2 separate regions of the Sus scrofa genome follow, and region 2 is linked to region 1. The links are chromatin contacts, called in public Hi-C maps. All regions are on one chromosome and are shown on one strand. The core of a region is the stretch at or near the end of the contact, and the rest is flanking DNA. Distances in the headings are between cores, read along the strand shown. Region 1 overlaps GPR107 (protein GPR107). Region 2 has its middle 26 kb from the start of HMCN2.

Region 1 (3,682 bases), core at 440-2,939:
AAACCAATTCTGCCTTCGCTTCAACAGAGCCATGAGACCAACAGAGAGACGTGGCCGGGCAAGGGGTGGGGGAGGACAGGGTCCCCAAGGAGGCGGCATCCACACAGAGGCCCAGCAGAGCATGGGAAGGGCAGGGACCAAGGTTCGGAGAGGCCGGCGTCACACCTGGGCCTCGGCCAGACCGAGGGTGGGGCGAGAAACCCGGTCAGACGGAGACGACCACCAGCAGCCTCCTCCTCAGGCCGAGGCCGGGCAGGACCTTGATCAAATCTACACTTCAGCACGTCTTCTGGAGAAGGGGTGGGAGAACCAAGAATAAGGGCCCAACTGAGGTCATGACCCTTGAATTTGTGGAGGTTCCTCTGAGAAGCGGCGAGGCATCTGTCCATACAGAGCGGGCAGGGAGCAGGCGGGCCCCGCCCTGGTGGCTGGCAGGGGAGATGGCGTTGAGGACATCGGAGAGAACTCTTCAGGTGAAGCCTGAGGGGTCCCCTCCCAGCCACAGGGAAGGGAATCAGGGGGCAGAGGGAGAGCTGGCTGAGAGAGAGTGGAGGGGTTAAGGTCCTGCCCCTCACAGCCCCTGGAATCTGGGTCAGACACTCGGAGTGAGGCAGGCCAGGAAGCGCTCTAAAAACGAGCCTGTCCGCCACATCCAGGCGCCGTGAGGACACGCCAGCAAAGCAGTGATGCCATGCCATCCCAGGGCACGAGCCAGGATGGGGAAACGCATCTTGGGAACAACCAGTACTGACTCTGCTCTGAAGCCCCTAGTCAGGACAGACAGCAATTCCAGGCAAAAGTAAGACATTTATTGCAAAAGCTCAGCTCCTGGGATCAGGCTCCTGGGTCCCACATGGTGTTCAAGTTACAGCCAAGGCAGCAAAGGCAGGAAGCAAGCTCGCTTACTGTTATAAGAAACAGGAGTGGGTAACAGCACAGGCCCTGCACATCTGAACAGCTTGGGTTAAAATTCCAACTGCGCTGCTTACTGGCTGTGTGACCTCAGATAACTCACTTAACCTCTCTGAGCCTCAGCTCCTTCATCCGTAAACAAGAATAACACCACCTACCACTAGGGTTGTTGGGGGGATTGATGAAACTACCTGGAACACCAACAGCACACAGCAAGCACTGGATCAATGTCTGATGTGACAGTACTAGGATTCCATTAGGATTCCAGCCGATCCCTGAACAACATGGGTTTGAACTGCTCTGGGCCACTCAAACGTGCACTTTTTTCTCAGGAGTCAACATTACGATACTGTGGGGGCCGCGGTTTGCTGAACGCACAGCTGTGGAACCACAGATACAGAGGAACCGTGATGATGGAGGGTCGACTCTAAGTTACACTTGGATGTTTGACTGTGCAGAGGGCCAGGCCCCTAACCCTGCCCTGCTCAAGGGCCGCCTGTCTGCCTTCTCAGTCCAATGCCAGAAGAGGTGCTGGGGCTGCCACGTCTGGCAGGAACCCAGGCTCTAGTAAGTAAAACAGGACGCAGTGGTGGCCCCGGGATCTCCTGGAAGCAGGGCGGCCACACGCGCACACGCTGGGTGGCCTGACAGCAGAGGAGGACCCACCCCCAGGCTGCGACCTCGCCAGCACGAGGCAACGGGCAGTGAGCAGCAGGGCGAAGCCCGGGATCTCAAGCCTCCCTTTTGCTTTTCTTCCAAAGAAGCCTTCCCCAGAGTTACGCACGCTGACAGCCTGTGCTCGCTGGACCTCGGCTGCGCTGGGCTCCCACGGGAGTGAAGGCTCACCCAGGCTGGGCTGGCTGTTTCTCACCCCGCCACGGGGAACAGCAAATATGGTAAAAGAATGAGCATGGGGAGAGCAGACGTACTTCGGACGGGAGCCAGGAGACCTGAACTCCGGTCCCTGCACCACTGCCAACTCCGGGTGCCTGCGCCTGGCCTGCCTGCCGCTGCCTCTCTGGGGGGCCCTGGTCTCCTTCAGAGGAGAATTTCTTCACGGCAAATGCTTCCTAACCTGGCTGAGCACCGGAATCACCCCGAGAGCGCTCCTGAAGGACGGACGCCCCGGCGGCCTGACCCTGGAACCGAGCCCGGCTGTGAGGCTCGGAGCAGCCTCCCCGGGACGGGAGGGCAGGGGTTGGGGGCAGGCCCAGCTGCTTCGGGCGCGGCTACAGGCTGCCTCGGTGTGGCGTCCCCTTCCTCCCCTCACTCTCAGGCCCGTGGCCAGGACTCCGGGCTTTGGCAAGTGCTTCTTCCCACGAGACCTGAGCAAGTGCCCCCCAGGCAGGAAGCGCCGGCCCAGGGCCCTGCTTCTGACCAGTCAGCTCCGCCGCAGGAGCCGAGGAGCACAGGCGCCCGCCGGGAGGCAGCGTCACGCCTTCCGCACATCTTCCCCTTCCCGCTTGCATCAAAGAGTAACCAAGCGGGCCGTCAAAGAGCCCCTTCCCCGGGCCCCGGTCTTCCCTGGATGGTCCTGGAACTGTGACAACGATAAAAACCGCAGAGCTGGGCGTCCCATCTCCTGAGCAGTAACGGTGCGCCAGGCCCCCCTCACGCACCGTCTCATGAACGCCTCCCAGGAGCCTCTGAGGGCAGGGGCGCTGTGACCACCGCCTGAAGGACGGAGGACTTGGGCCCAAAGAAGTTTAGGAGGTGACCAAGGGCACCCAGCTTGCAGGGGGGGAAGCCAGTGCTCCACCCCAAGTCCCTCCTCCAAGCGCCAAGCTTCTAAGGCCCACCCTTGGTGGCAACCTGGAGCCCTGCAACCCACTGACAGCTCAGGGATGGGCTCGCAGCCCAGAATGCCAGGCAATGCCCAGGAGCCGCCGGCCAGCCTGAGGACTTAATGCCAGGTGATCTATGGGAGGCACGAAAGCAAAGCCCCACGACAACCACTTAAAGGGTAAAACGTCCCCAAACAATCCTTCCCCAGGCACAAGGAAAGACTCGAGGCTTAAAAACATCCGCACCGCCCATCATCTTTCTCTCCTGCATCCTCCCCGCCACGCTTCAGAGGGAATTCTGAGTCCAACACCAAAGTGAAAGAACCCAGTGTGATGGCGAAGCCTGGGTGGCATGAGAATCGCTCTGACTCACCCTCCAGTCACCCCTTCCCACCTCCTGCCTCAGCTCTGGGCCCCAAGCTCACACTGCACGGGACCCACGCGGGCGGCCTGGCTTCCGGGCCTCTGCTTGGCCCCGAGTGGGGGAAGCTGCCCGTGTCCTGCACAGAACCCAACAGCTAAGGGCCATGCACCTCACTGCGGGCAACACTTTACCTGAGATGACTAATAAAAAGTAGCAAAGAAAGAAAGAAAAATGGCCCAAGGGAGTGGCTGCTGACCATCCCACGTGAGGAAAATAACTGCAAGGGATTTTCACTGTCAGGTCAAGCCAGGGTCTCTGACTCCGGACTCCCTTTTGCTCCAGAACTACACCCAAGGCCCTGCTAGATGAGGGGCCGGGGCCACGCTCGTCTCTGACTCCACTCCTGCCAGCCCCTCCTGTCTGTCTCTTTTTTGCTTGTTTTTTGTCTTTTTGCCTTTTCTAGGGCTGCTCCTGCAGCATATGGAGATTCTCAGCCGTCGCCACGGGCCTACGCCAGAGCCACAGCAACGCGGGATCCGAGCCGTGTCTGCGACCTACACCACAGCTCATGGCAACGCCGGATCCTTAACCCACTGAGCAAGGCCAGGGATCAAACCCGCAA
Region 2 (3,682 bases), core at 573-3,072, 100 kb before region 1:
CTCCCCGCGCCCCCGCACGCCTCCCCGCCATCTAGATCCAGAAGGTCCTTAAGGCCTGCCTTGCCCCACCTCCTGCATGACGCCCCCTGGTGGCTGCAGGTGAAGAGACCGGCTCAACCTCGCCCCATTGTGGGGCCCTTGTTTGGCACTGCCCATCTGGTAGCTGGCGTTCATGACCTTCTGGGGTGCGCATCCTGCTTCTTGAGCCACAAGCACGTTCATCAAAGGCCTGACATTGTGGCCTAGGGTACACATCCTAGGCTCTGGCTCATCCCTGTAGAAGCCGGGAAGGTGTCCAGTTAGCTTTCAGCTGCTGCCTAGAAATCGCTTAGGAAAGAGCCAGCACTTGTACAGCAGAAATTCACACAACATGGTAAATCAACTATACGTCAATAAAACTTAAAAACGAAAAATTAAAAAACAAAACAAAACAGAAAAGGATTTCTCCTGTGTCACAGTGGGTTTAGGATCCAGTGTTCTCAGTGCAGCAGCTTGGGCCCCTGATGTGCGTGGGTTCAATCCCCGGCCCAGGAACTTCCACGTTCTGTGGGCTCTGCCAAAAAAAAGAAGAAAGAAAGAAAGAAAAAAGAAAAGAGGAGTTCCCGTTGTGGCTCAGCGGTAGTGGACCTGTCTAGTATCTGTGAGGATATGAGAGAGGATCCCTGGCCTCTCTCAGTGGGTTAAGGATCTGTCATTGCCGTGAACTGACGTGTAGGTTGCAGACATGGCTCAGATCTGGCGTTGCTGTGGCTGTGGCGTAGGCTAGCAGGTGCAGCTCTGATTCAGCCCCTAGCCTGGGAACTGCTATATGCCGCAGGTGCGGCCCTAAAAAGACAAAAAAAGAAAAAAGAAAAAAAGAAAAGAAAGAAAACAGCCAGCACTGAGTTAGTTGGTCTGAGGCCTTTGGATACATGACATATTGAGCCTTCAGCACCCTCAAAAATTAAAGTGGACCCCTCCACAATATGATAGAGACTTCTTCCCCCCGCCTCTGGGGCAGCCAACAGTCCAGTGACCAAAAGGGGCCCCCTTGGTCAGGTGGCAATTCTCCACTCTTCCTCCCTGGTCTCTAAACAAAGCTCTTTCACGCTTCATCACATTTGTTACCTCTAAGATCTGCTTATGTTGACAGTTTTCTCTCAGGTCTCTGGGGAAACAGCCCAATTTCTGAAATATGAGTTTGGAGAAACTGTGGGGAGTTCTGCCTGTGCCACCATGCCCCCATCTTGAAGCCCCTGGTGAGGTCCTTCTGGCGCCCAGTGTGCGGCCAGCCTGCAGGGTGCTGGGCTCTGCCTAGCCCTCACGTCCTCGTCCTTCGGCAAAAGAAAGCCCTCCCTCCAGGCATCCTTCCCACTGGGACCCTCAGCCCCCTGAGCCCATGGAGGAGTGGACATGGGGGAAAGATGAAAAAGGAAGAGGGGGAAGGAACGACCTGGGAGAGAAGAGGTCACAAGGGGAGCGCCTTGCACTGCATGGTTTTTTACTAAATCCCTCTGGCAGTGGTGCCAGTGTAGATGCAAACATGTGTAAGCGGCATCCACTCATTTAAAATGACCCAGTGGATCACTCAGTGTATTAAGCTGAGTTCAAATGTGGCCGAGACCCCAGAGGACTTAATCATCTTAGAGCTGTGTTTCCCTCCCTCCTAACAATCCCAGTGCAAATGGTCCAGGGCTGGTGCGGCCGCTTCACGGCGTCACAGAAACAGCCAGGAAAGTGGTTTCGGAATCGGAGGTCCAGCCAGCAGGAAGGGGGAAGAGAAAGGGAAGTTGGGTTCATTGCTCTCATCCCATTGGTGAGAAGCAAGTCACGTGGCCACCCCCAGCTACAAGGGATGCTGGGAAATGTAGTCCTTTCTTCCACAAGCAGCCCTGGGCACCACTGTAGCAGGGTTAAGGTATACGCGAACAAGCAGAAGGCACCATCCTACCTATGCAAGCTCACCTTTTCCTAAACTTGGGACCTTCCCAGCCTCTTCCCAGCCAGGGAACTAGGGGCTACAAAGTTTCTGACCCTGGAGGTGAGCCAGGCGCTGTCACAGAGGGACATGCCCCAGTGGCTGGGCCGGCTGCAGTGGACCCCCCCAGAAAGGTGGCAGGGAGGGGGTGGCCACATCAGGACAGGGGTCTGCATTGCATTCCTCACCCTCCCGCCCACTGCCCACTTGTCTTTTTCTTCTCTTCTCCATGCTTGGTGATGCCCTGAGCTGGGATCCAGGGAGTAAGATTTAGGGAGATGCTGTCTATCATGCAGACGTGCATTTGGGGTTTGCAGAGGGCAGGAGGGATAGGCTCACAGTGGGAAAAAGTGGGGAGGGGGTTCACCCATGCTGTCACAGAGAACAGCAGCCAGTCTGAGCCAGCCTGGTAAATTGGTTGGCCCAGATGCGAAGGAAGTGGCCAGGGCTATGCCTCCTCTGGGCTTCCACCCAGTGATCTGCCCAAGGTAGCCTGAGTCAGGGGGAGGTCAGTGCAGACTGCAACCTGATCCAGAGCAAGGGACGACGACCCATCACGTGCCCACAACATCGGGGTCTCCAAACCTCGTCCCCATAGACACCTCTCAAGCCTGCCTGGAAAAGACCAGAGCCACCACCAGGGACAGCTAGCACCCACTGAGGGCTCCCCATCCTCAGGACACACTGCCCCAGACACCTTCACCTTTGAGCTGGATCCTGGGCTTCCCAGCGCTTTGGCTTTGAATGCTTCAGAGGCATCGTGGCATCTGAGCACGTGTGCATGTAAATTACCTCCAGTCTCCACCTCAATGACAGTCCCTTAGTATTTGAAACACCCTAGTCAGGCATCTGCTCTCCATTAACCTTTTCAATATGCATTGTAATTAAAATCTACACCACAGAGTTTATTCATTAGCCAAAGGATGTTAGGAATCATTTTTCATAAGAGAAGTGTGTGATGGAGAGAAATCGTTGCCAGAAAGATTCCAGGGAACGGAACATCTTTGTACCACCAAGGAAGACAGCCCACAGCCTGAGGTTTTCAGAGCTGTGCTCTGGGGCCCCTGGGGTCCCTGGGGTGCTGGGTCCCCCCACTCTCTGAACAGGCAAGTCTTTTGTACCTTTGCACCTTCTTGCTAGTAAATATTTGAACATTTAGCAGAATTTGACCTAAGATTTGCTTTTGTTGTAATGTTGTCTGGGGGGGGCTGTGGCATCATTGCCTGTCTCTAACTGGGGTCCACATTTTTACCAGAAAACCCCATCAGTTCGAATACACGCCCAATGTCAAGCGGTGGAGGCTGGCTGAGAACCAGGTCTGATTCTGGAAGCTGTGCCCCCAGCCACTCTCCCATGCTGCTTTCCCACGCTGTCTTTGATTCCCTCCCGTGTGTCTTCCAGCACCTTCTCTCCAGGCCCTGCCAGAGCAAGGTAGGACGCTGGGTGCCCAGTGTGGGCACGGAGGGCACCATCGTTGCCCTCCCTTCTCTGTGGCTTCAGCATCAAAGTGAGAGTTATGTTGGGCCCTCTGGCTTTGTCTCCCAGGTGGCATTGGTCTGATGAGTCCTTTCTCAAAACCAACTGTGAAACGCAACCTGTTTTTGCAGGTGGTGGCTCATTCCAACATTGGCTGCTTGATCTCATCAACCCACACATGCAAGTGCCTTTCAAGAGCCTTTGCCCAAGAGCGGTGCCCTGACTCTAACCAGCACCCATGCTCTTGAT

Evidence for each region. A called contact is a pair of places that touch in the nucleus more often than the background predicts.
Region 2: a Hi-C map of embryonic fibroblasts shows a contact between it and region 1, with 5 times the contacts expected there. The contact joins two enhancer-like sites. A contact is called at or near these places in 2 of 5 promoter capture datasets (fetal skeletal muscle and liver), 30 of 47 Hi-C or Micro-C datasets (adipose tissue, alveolar macrophages, blood and 16 more) and 2 of 2 datasets of contacts at active chromatin or transcription factors (alveolar macrophages and skeletal muscle).

The regions. Positions count from the first base shown.
Region 1 is chr1:270,233,773-270,237,454 of Sscrofa11.1, reverse strand. The region is part of intron 14 of GPR107 (protein GPR107); the gene reads right to left. Among named protein-coding and RNA genes, the nearest start is that of NCS1, 39 kb to the left of the region's middle. Within about 2 kb of position 1,689, at least 21 of the 83 cell types and tissues checked have an H3K27ac peak or open chromatin away from gene starts, as enhancers often do. A contact at or near this core is called in adipose tissue, embryonic fibroblasts, omental adipose tissue and 2 more, where this site is marked.
Region 2 is chr1:270,336,406-270,340,087 of Sscrofa11.1, reverse strand. No RefSeq gene overlaps it. Among named protein-coding and RNA genes, the nearest start is that of HMCN2, 26 kb to the left of the region's middle. Within about 2 kb of position 1,822, at least 47 of the 83 cell types and tissues checked have an H3K27ac peak or open chromatin away from gene starts, as enhancers often do. A contact at or near this core is called in adipose tissue, embryonic fibroblasts, omental adipose tissue and 2 more, where this site is marked.